2 separate regions of the Mus musculus genome follow, and region 2 is linked to region 1. Evidence: chromatin contacts called from public HiCAR-type data. All regions are on one chromosome and are shown on one strand. Each heading gives the region's core, a stretch centred on a gene start, on an enhancer-like site or on the middle of the called end of the contact. The rest is flanking DNA. Distances are from core to core; before and after follow the strand shown.

The links. HiCAR-type assays count read pairs that join an accessible place to other places.
Region 2: a HiCAR-type map of fibro-adipogenic progenitors shows a contact between it and region 1, with 3 times the contacts expected there. The contact joins two enhancer-like sites. A contact is called at or near these places in 1 of 484 Hi-C or Micro-C datasets (3T3-L1-derived adipocytes) and 1 of 115 datasets of contacts at active chromatin or transcription factors (fibro-adipogenic progenitors).

The regions. Positions count from the first base shown.
Region 1 is chr13:89,826,972-89,832,239 of GRCm38.p6, forward strand. No RefSeq gene overlaps it. Among named protein-coding and RNA genes, the nearest start is that of Vcan, 87 kb to the left of the region's middle. Within about 2 kb of position 1,675, at least 75 of the 459 cell types and tissues checked have an H3K27ac peak or open chromatin away from gene starts, as enhancers often do. A contact at or near this core is called in fibro-adipogenic progenitors, where this site is marked.
Region 2 is chr13:90,462,387-90,467,403 of GRCm38.p6, forward strand. Gm35111 (a long non-coding RNA gene) reads right to left here. Exons shown (of 4, transcript XR_382721.2): 4 at 4,364-4,937. Among named protein-coding and RNA genes, the nearest start is that of Gm35111, 84 kb to the right of the region's middle. Within about 2 kb of position 1,890, at least 30 of the 459 cell types and tissues checked have an H3K27ac peak or open chromatin away from gene starts, as enhancers often do. A contact at or near this core is called in fibro-adipogenic progenitors, where this site is marked.

The sequences.
Region 1 (5,268 bases), core at 425-2,924:
GAAGAAAAGAATGAAGGAGAGGAGAAGGGGAGTGGAAGGAGAGAGAGTTGAATTAATGCCACATGGGAAGAAATAAAATGCTTTGCAGATTGACTGGAAGCCAGAGGTAGGTATAACATCTGGTCTTAGAAGTTCATAAAACTAGGACAACCACCCATATGGTGGTGCCATTCATGCCACTGGAAAGTACTCAAGTAGGAATGTGGTGTCCCTAACAGTGGAAAGGGTTGTGGTTTCAGTTTTACTTTACTGTTGTTTTCCAAAAGAAAACATACTATAAAGGCAGGAGGCACCTAGAAAGGTATTGGTTGTTTATAAACAGCTAGCAAAAGAAAGAGATAATAAGGATTTTTTGTACTAGGAACTTTATCAGAGATTATGTCTGAATGACCCACAATATAAAACATGGGGACTATGGTTCTGGAGGAACCTCTTTTTCTCAAGAGACAGAAACTACAGATCTGGATTCATGGCTCTTTATATTTGATATCAAGGATTCTGAGACAAAAATCACATCCTTACATCCTTACGGCTACATGTATTTCTTCAATGATGGAGAACTTGCCTACATACATTTGGTCCTAGAGTTGAATCTTGGCTCTACAAAAGAATAAACAAATGTAAAGCACAGATATATTAAATGAGGAAACTTTAAAAAAGAATCACACATACAGTATCTGAAGCCACATGCCTTTGTGTTATCACCATGCTTAAGAGTGATATCAGTCTTCAGAGGGACTAAGGAGAGCATGGTGAAGTAAAAGAATCCTTAGAAGAGTTTTATGCAAAATTTAAGGGCCTTTACTTTCTCAGGATCCTGCCAAGGGCTGTGCACATAACCAGCTCTGAGGTCTGTAAGTCAGAAAAAAAATTTATAGTAGTAAATACTGACATGTGAAATATAAGGAAAGAAAACAACAGCTTTTCAATTTTCATCAGTTTCCTCCTCCTTTTGTATTTTATGACCCACATAAAGTTTGCAGCACAAGTCACATTTTTGCAAGATCATTGCTTTGAGGACTATATGAAGCAATAGGTTACAAAAGGCTCTCTCTCTCTCTCTCTCTCTTTTTCTCTCTTTGTAAAACCAGAACTGCATTTAAGCCACTTTCAAGAATTCCCGTATATTGCTACATACTTGACCACTTTCAGTGACATTTTGGATATTGCACAGGGAGAAGTTTCACAGTTCTTCTAGAGAGATATATTCAAGAAAAAAACGAACCATTTTTGTGTGTTATGAATATAAGCTTTCAGTTCACATTCTCACTCCCCATCATTTATCAAGTCCTAAATCTCTGCCCATGCCAACATATTATCAATATATTATACAACCTGCCTTATGAAAAGGCTATTTCCACACCATTAAGAACGTCAATTTTATTTTGCCAACTTAGAACTATTTTTAAGAAATTTCATTTAGTTGTATCTTATAGTCTGATATTTGTTTCCTGAAAAATCTGTAAATTCTTGCCAGTTTATGAAATACTATAGCATCTACAAGGGTCAGAGGTTATCTATGGCAAAATTTCTGTAAACACAGAATGGTCAACTTCCCAACAGTGTCTTCTAAGACGGTGGCCAACTCCCTTCTCTGTGTTAGTCATGGTTAGTCACACAGGGAGGGACTTAACTCTGCTTACAAAAAAAGTGATTGTTCCACTATCCTCAGGAATGGGGTTAGTCACCAGCGTGCTCCCTGGGGCATTCCACTTCATCCCTGCTTCCCCCAGGGCAGTATTGTACTCAGACAAAAGTGTCAGCAGAGATCCTTGATTCAGGCACAAGGGCAACTATTGCTCAGGTCAACTCACCCAGTCCTCGGAACCACCTGGAATTATTGGCTGTATTTTAGAGATTACAAAGCTGAAGTTTGGAAGGAAAAGACATTTTCCTAGGGTCAACCAGAATTGGGTTTTGAACTGAGTTTGGCTCAAGAGTCTGCTTTCATAATTATCACACCAATGCCTTCCAGATTTTGTTCCCAAAGGAAGAAGAACTGGGGCATCCTACCCCAGTCACAGCATCTCCTTGGCTGTTGTTTTGTATACTGAAGTTCCATGAGAAACTTACACACAGGGGGCAACAGCCACACTATTAAAACTACAGGAAACTTTTGAATCAAGACACCCCTCTGCACCTCTGAGGTACAGGATGTGGATGCTGTGTTGCTTACTTTAGGCCCCCCAAATAAATGGTCAACTCAAATAATCCTGCTGGATTATATCAGTAAACTGTGGGTTAGGTCAATTTAGGCCTGCCAAAGTGATCAAGTGAGAAGGCAGTATAGCTTAACTAACCTTTTGGTGTTCCACCTGCTCACCACTACAGTATAAATATGATGAAGACCATGGATGTCTAGTGAACTTAGCAGTATAGAGGTTATTGAAGAAGAGATAAAAACTTTAAAACATCCTTGTCACAACTGGGCTTTGTTCACAGTGTGGGCATTTGGGGCATGAACTTCTGTTTGGGTGCAACAACTCAAGAGCACACAGTCTAAGATGACAGAGAAGGGAGCCAAGAGAGGGACAGAAGCCTAAGACCCCAACCAGGTGGCTTAGTTGAAATCATAAACAATGACCAGGACAGGATGACAGAGGAAAGAAACTACCATTCACATAGGCTGAAGGAGGAAGTGTTTATCTTGAAACTTTCAATGTAAAGATTTCAACCACAGCCTTGCCCTGCTGGGGCTTATACATAAGATGTGCTCACACTCAGTCTTTCAAGTTTGATTTACAGAGAGTAAATGGTTTATTCTAGAAAAATGTCACTGAGGCAAATCAATAAATTATATCATATACTTTTTTATATATTACTGCTTTTGTATAGTTGTAATGACACATTGAAATAATTAAAATATTCACTGATCATCTATTGTACATTGCACTAGACAGAGGCTATAGGGAGAGTGGACCACACTAAATCCCTGTTCTGACCACATTTATTTTATTTTATTTTTTATTTTTATTTTTAATTTTTTTTAATTAGGTATTTTCCTCATTTACATTTTCAATGCTATCCCAAAGGACCCCATACCCACCCCCCCCAATCCCCTACCCACCCACTTCCCCTTTTTGGCCCTGGCGTTCCCCTGTACTGGGGCATATAAAGTTTGCAAGTCCAATGGGCCTCTCTTTGCAGTGATGGCCGACTAGGCCATCTTTTGATACATATGCAGCTAGAGTCAAGAGCTCCCGGGTACTGGTTAGTTCATATTGTTGTTCCACCTATAGGGTTGCAGTTCCCTATAGCTCCTTGGGTAATTTCTCTAGCTCCTCCATTAGGGGCCGTGTGACCCATCCAATAGCTGACTGTGATCATCCACTTCTGTGTTTGCTAGGCCCCGGCATAGTCTCACAAGAGAGAGCTATAACTGGGTCCTTTCAGCGAAATCTTGCTAGTGTATGCAATGGTGTCAGCATTTGGAAGCTGATTATGGGATGGATCCCTGCATATGGCAGTCGCTAGATGGTCCATCCTTTCGTCACAGCTCCAAATTTTGTCTCTGTAACTCCTTCTATGGGTGTTTTGTTCCCATTTCTAAGAAAGGGTAAAGTGTCCACACTTTGGTCTTCGTTCTTCTTGAATTTCATGCGTCTGGCAAGTTGTATCTTATATCTTGGGTATCCTAAGTTTCTGGGCTATTATCCACTTATCAGTGAGTACATATTGTGCGAGTTCCTTTGTGATTGGGTTACTTCACTCAGGATGATACCCTCCAGGTCCATCCATTTGCCTAGGAATTTCATAAATTCATTTTTTTAATAGCTGAGTAGTACTCCATTGTGTAAATGTACCACATTTTCTGTATCCATTCCTCTGTTGAGGGGCATCTGGGTTCTTTCCAGCTTCTGGCTATTATAAACAAGGCTGCTATGAACATAGTGGAGCATGTCTGACTACATTTATAGTGTAGTGGGAAAGGATGTTTAAAAATAAATAAACATCCGATTTAGAATGGCAGTTTCAGATACTTGGAATGAAAAACATTACTAATCAGGGCACTGAGACTAGCTTTGTTATAGGCAGTGAAGAGGGACATTCTATACAGAGTGGCTAGGGAATTCCTCAGATGGCATAAACTGTGAAATTGTACAGAAACAACACAAAACAGAAAAATTTGAAAACTAGGTAGTAATTTAAGGGAAGGAACATTCCTGCATTCCTTCTAAGAGATACAGCACACACAAAGGCATCAAGGCACCTTCATTGCTTGAGTGTGCTTGGAGCAGAGAGTGGGCACAGAGGAACAGACACATAAACAACATGGAGAGGAAGTCAATGTGGTGGGCAAGCTGGTTATTCCCAGATCTTTGTAAGCCACAACAAGGACTGTGACTTGAATTTGAATGCTAGAGGCATCATGAGGAGAGAAAGGTTGCAATATGACATTTCAATTACTTGTGTCTATGTGTGGAGTTTCAAAACCGATGGGGATGGTCCTGCCATTATTCAAGTGAGGGGGATGCTGACTTCGCATCGCCATGAAATTAGTAAAACATGAAGATTCTGGGTGTATTCTGCTGGAAAGTAAGTGTAGATTGTAGGGGGAAAAAACCCAACAAATCAAAGAGGACTAAGGAAATGGAATTGTTGTGTATAGAGTGGGAAAGACTGGTTCATAAAGATGTTTGAAAGGTTTTTTTCCCCTTGAGACAAAATGTTAGCCTGACTATCTTCAAACTTGCTACAGTTCTGCTAACTCTGCCTTCTAAATGCCACAGTTAGGGAGGTGTGCCCTCACATCCTTATTACAGTGTTTTCTTCTTATGAGGGTGCAAAAGTAATTGGAGGATCTCTATTCTGTGACTTTATGTATCTATACCAATTACCTCACTGAAGACCTTACTGCCACAGTGTGGGGAGAGGCTTCACCACATGAATATTACATGGAGCAAAATTTAGTCCCCAATAAGAGACAATGTACAAAAGAAGAGACTGTCAAACTGGACAGCCTTTCACAGCCTTTTACAGCCTTTCACAGGCATTAGCAAACTTAGAAAGAAATAAAAAGATCTAAAGTGGGGCATTATGAAGATTAGTAAACACGGACTGTTTTAATTACTAACATTGTAGGATGACTATGATGAGACTTGGGAATGGCCACTGATTTTAGCAATGTGAAGAACTTGATGATACGAAGAACTTGTTTGTGCTATAGTACAAATGATTGCCCCATGGCCATGAATTTCACCAGAACATGGGAAGTAAGATAATTATTCATTAATGGTGGAGAATAATCACTTCTGTAAAGAAGAAATC
Region 2 (5,017 bases), core at 640-3,139, 640 kb after region 1:
TAGACATGAGGGTTATTGATAGCGTAAAATAAAATAAAACAACAACAACAACAACTTGAGTGCTGCCTCTCTGTAGGTAAGTGAAGAACATGGGAGAGAAAGGTGCTTTAGATCAAAGCTCCCCCAAGGTTCCAGTATCCATGCCTACCCATTCACTGCAGCTTCTTTTCTGAATTCTATTTTCACCAGAATATAATATTCTTCTCTTCAGTTCCATAACAGCAGATTCATGTAATTCCCGTATCTATTTGGCTGGTAAATATTATAATTTAGTATGATTGGTTGTAAAACTAAATTGTTTTACAAAAAATGAAACATTACTAGCATACCCTCCCCTACCATATTGGCCTTTTCATACCCCACCTAATAGAATTCTCAGAGTCAGCAGCAGAGAATTCCAAAACCCCAGAAATGAGGTTCTCACACTTCAATCTGCTCTCATGTATTGAACTATATAGTTGTTACCAGGGACAATGAATATCCCCCTGTAAGCCTCACCACTCAAGTAAACATGGTCCTGGTGAACACCCAAAAGCCATCAACTATGTGTTGTATTCTGTGTCCAAGGCATAATATGATCTAGAGAGGAGGGTGCTATTTTTTTATATGTTGTCATTTTCCAAGTGATTTTAAGTGGTACAGGAAATCACCCTATGAATAAAAAGAAGAAATTAGAGTCTAGACTTTGAAATTAGATTGTGTGTGTGTGTGTGTGTGTGTAATAGTGATGAAGTGTACAGAAAAATGAGATTGCTTTTTCAAGCTAATAGGTCTATCTATTAACGAGATGACGCACTTACTTTGCATAGGTAATAAATCCATTAATGAAATGATGTGCTTACATTATACCTGAGTTTTCCTATAGCCAAAATAGTGGAGAGACTTGATAGATACACAGTTAAAATCTATCTATCTACATATATATGTGTATATATAGAGGGATGTATATGTAAACACACATACACAGAAACATATATATAAAAGCAAAAGTAATCTTTTTTTCAGTCAATGAACTCTAGAAAGAATGAATGAATTACTAAAGAGACATCACATGAATTACAAGAATTTATAGAAAATTACTTTCTTTATAGTCTTGTAAATCATTCTCTATGTGCACGTGTCTTTATCATCCTTCTGTGAAAACTGAAGGAATAACATTAAACATTAACTCAGCAAACCCATGTAGGTAGAAGATTAACAGAATTCTGCCTGAGAAAACCTGAGCTTGAACCCACTGCATATATGACCTCAGAAGCACGTAATCTTGGAGACAAACAGAGATATAACTCTATAATTTCCAATTCTTTTTAAAAGATAATTTCTATGAAAGTAATACTATAAAACTTAAACTTCATGTTGTTACTATATGATCATATTATAAACTACTGACCATCTTTTTTCCAGGTCTGTATTTTTATTTTCTTTTCAGTAGTAATCTCGGTCTTTCCATTTCATGAATTTTCCATTTCAGTTAACAGTGAGACTACATTTAATTGTACCTAGTTGACCCTAAAATATTTATATCTTAAGTAGGACCTCAATAAAGAAAGTTCATTACATTTGATTATTGGGCTCCAGAGCTTTTAAATTAAGAGCTAAATTTGCTAAAAGGATACGGGTAGTAGTTCTTCAGAGTGTTCTGGTTCCAAATACGTCTGGTTATTCAGGATATCTTACGAGGATGTACATAGAGAGTCCCCAGACCCTGGTGACCTTTCCCACCCATCCTGCTCTCAGCTAGGGAGTAGCTCTCCTCTAACTACTAAGCAGTTAGACTGCAGCAAGTGAAGATGTGGGGCAATCTCAACTGCAGACAGGTTAATCTGGGCCATGGTTGGTGAGGGAGGTACTCCTCACAGGAGTTTGTGATTAGGAAACTGGATTCAGGGGAAAGGGGGGCGGGGAGCAGGCAGTGGGCCAAAATTAAAGCAGGACTTAGGTGGAGAGCTGTTTACTGGATCAAGTCCATCCCTCAAAGGACATGAATCAGTGGCAGTGATGAGCAGAGTCTGGCTTTCAGACTGCCCTTAAATGGGAACAATTAGTTCATCTCAAGATAAAGTTCACATTCCAACAGTCCTGGGAGAGGAAGAAACTCCCTACTGTCTGTGTTAATAGCTGCGTTCTCAAGTAGCCTTTTGAAAAGGGTGTAATTTACTCAAGGGAGGTAGCCTACTCATGTTTTGAATCTGTAATATTTGGTACAGCATCTGCTACAATTAAAGGAGAGACTTTTAGACATGTCTAACACCCCTCCTGAATGATGGTGAACAGCTATTCTGTATTAGCTTAAACCCAACAAGAAGGGCCCATCCGCACGCATGCCCCACACTGGGGTGACGCTGCTATGGATCAGAAAGAATGCTTTCTGCCTTTCAGCCATGTTACCCTGGAAAGCACTACTAAAATATCCATGAGCGTTCTTATAGAACTTGAGCTGACCTTTCTGAAAGTCCAATTTGAGGTTTCCCCAGAGCAAGTCATTGTTTGCACCCATTTCATAAGGATCACTGTTTTCAAGGGTTATAAATACAGCATGGGCCAATGGATCAGGGTATTCATGTGGAAATTCCTAGGTATCCTCCAGACTTGACACGGAGGGAGCTGGGAGTAGAAAGAGAAATACAATGTAGGCTTCAGACTGGACCATCTCCCCCAGTGCAGTTACACTGTAGCAGGGAACACTGAGGTCACTGAGTTCTCTATCAAGCCTCTCCTTCCAGCTTATTATCTAGGAGTATTTATGAAGGTAGGAGGCTCTGCATTTTATCTAATGGCATTTTGTCTTCATTTATAACATGTTGACCGTTTTCACTTGGATCCTTGTCTACAATCATGAAGAGAGAGCCTGTAGTAAGCTTATGCTGCTGGAGAAAGCATTCTTTGGGGAATTGTTATTTCTAACTTCAGTTTCCATAAAGTATTTAATGCTCCGAAGTGAGCACAGGCCTGAGATGTTGACCAAATGAAGAGGGATTCTTTAGTTTATAGACACGTCTCTGATCTCCAGCATAGACTCCTGTTAGTAAGTTGAATATTAGCCTGAGAAAGCACATGGATTATCCTAAATTCAATTGCATTTTGTTTCTGCCCTAGTTTTGGTAATTCCATTGCTACTTTGACACCCAGCACAGCAGTAGGTAAAGAAGTACAAAGTTCGTAAAAATATAAAAGCATACAAAGAGAATCCCAACGTATGATACCCTTTTATAACGGGCAAGTATGAAGACAATAAAATGGAATATATTTCTGTTACAGAAGTACTCATTACTTTTTATTTTCTTCTAAAAGCTTTTAACAAAACTTGATTAAAGATTAATTTGGGAGATATAGCAAGTATCTAATCAAAGTTAGATTAATATTTAGAAAATCATATGCTAGAGAAATCTTTTGGCAAAGTGAAAGGAAAGACGGCATAAAGACGTATGTTTCTTTCTTTCTCTCTCTCTCTCTCTCTCTCTCTCTCTCTCTCTCTCTCTCTCTCTCTCTCTCTCTCTCTCTTTCTTTCTTTCTTTCTTTCTTTCTTAACAAAATCCAGAATTGCACATCTCAGCCATATCAGAAACACTTCTTTTAAGAATGCTGTAAGGAAAAATGATCACGTGGAAGCAAAATTCAATACCTAGTTTGAAATGCATTTAATATGTTATAGGTGATATCAGAACAAAAGAATGAAGAAAACAGGGAAAGTTTCCTTTGAAGTGTTCTAAGAAAGATTAAAAAAAAAAGCCTCAGTACCTAGATCCATGACACATATCTCCCTCTCTTCCTCTTCCCTCCCCAGACAAACCAGCTCATGGTCCTCAGAATAATATTTCTCAGGGAGGCTCATAAGTGAAAACATCCGAACCATGGGAACCGGATCCCTAGTGCCAGCTTAACATTTCCAAAGGGCATTTAAAGACATCATTGTTTGTTCCCAGTGACTAGTTAATTGCATTTTGATTTGGTAATTGCAAACAGATCCCAGCCTCTCGGCGCTTCTACAAGCAGAACAATCTATAACACAGTGGAACCAGGGTTCCACTCATGAGTTCCCAGAGAGGGGCACGTGATATTCTCAAATGACTTTCTGCTGTTTGACTGCAAAGGTAAGACCTGGATTGATTTTTCTTTAACTAAGAATGATCATTACTTATTTGGCCTTTTGGGCAATTGCTCAGTGGTGATGGCAGAAATGAAAAAAATTTAAGCCAAGCCCACTTTCATATTATATCATTTCACATAATGCATTATTTACATTTTCCTGTATCTCAGATCTGGAAAAAGAAAGGATGCACACAGAAATGAAAGCATACTATTCTTGCATTTGGAAATACAGAGTATTTAGCATTTTGAAAACTATGAACTTTATTTAAGAGGGCAACTGTCATAACATTTGTAGCATCTTTCACAGTACAAATGATTAGTTGGATTAATAGGATTCTGAACAACATGGAATCAAAGAGAGAAGTAAATGAGGCTTTCTATACACAACCAGAAGCAGTGGACCACTGAGACCAGTCAGGAATATGGAAAAGTAGCATAGGCATTCTCCAGTTAACAAAAGCCAGCCCTAAAAGCCAACAAATACACACCACTACTTATTGCATAAATGTCAACAATGCACAAATACAGTCCATGATATTGAGGTCAGAATAGTAGTTGCTGATGGAGGTAGTAAGAGTCACATGGTGGACTAGAACATCATAGAAACTACGGGTTGGTCAGGGTAGTATGTACCCAGCTCTATACAAACACAAGAAAACCATCAGTCCACACAATGGTAACGAAACTGAACATGTGCATTTCATATTAATATTTTATCTCAATTAGACAATGAAAAATAAAACAAAGGAGTTAGCTTTCATTGGTTGCTCTTCTTTAGATCTTCTCTTGTGATCTTTGGCATGTCCCCATTTCTTCATTGTCTGTCTTCCACTATCTTCTCTTCATGTCTCAAAGAAAACAAATCAAGAAAAATGAAAAATCAGATGAATTTGTCAGTGAATGAGTGTTAATTCCAATATGCTTTTAT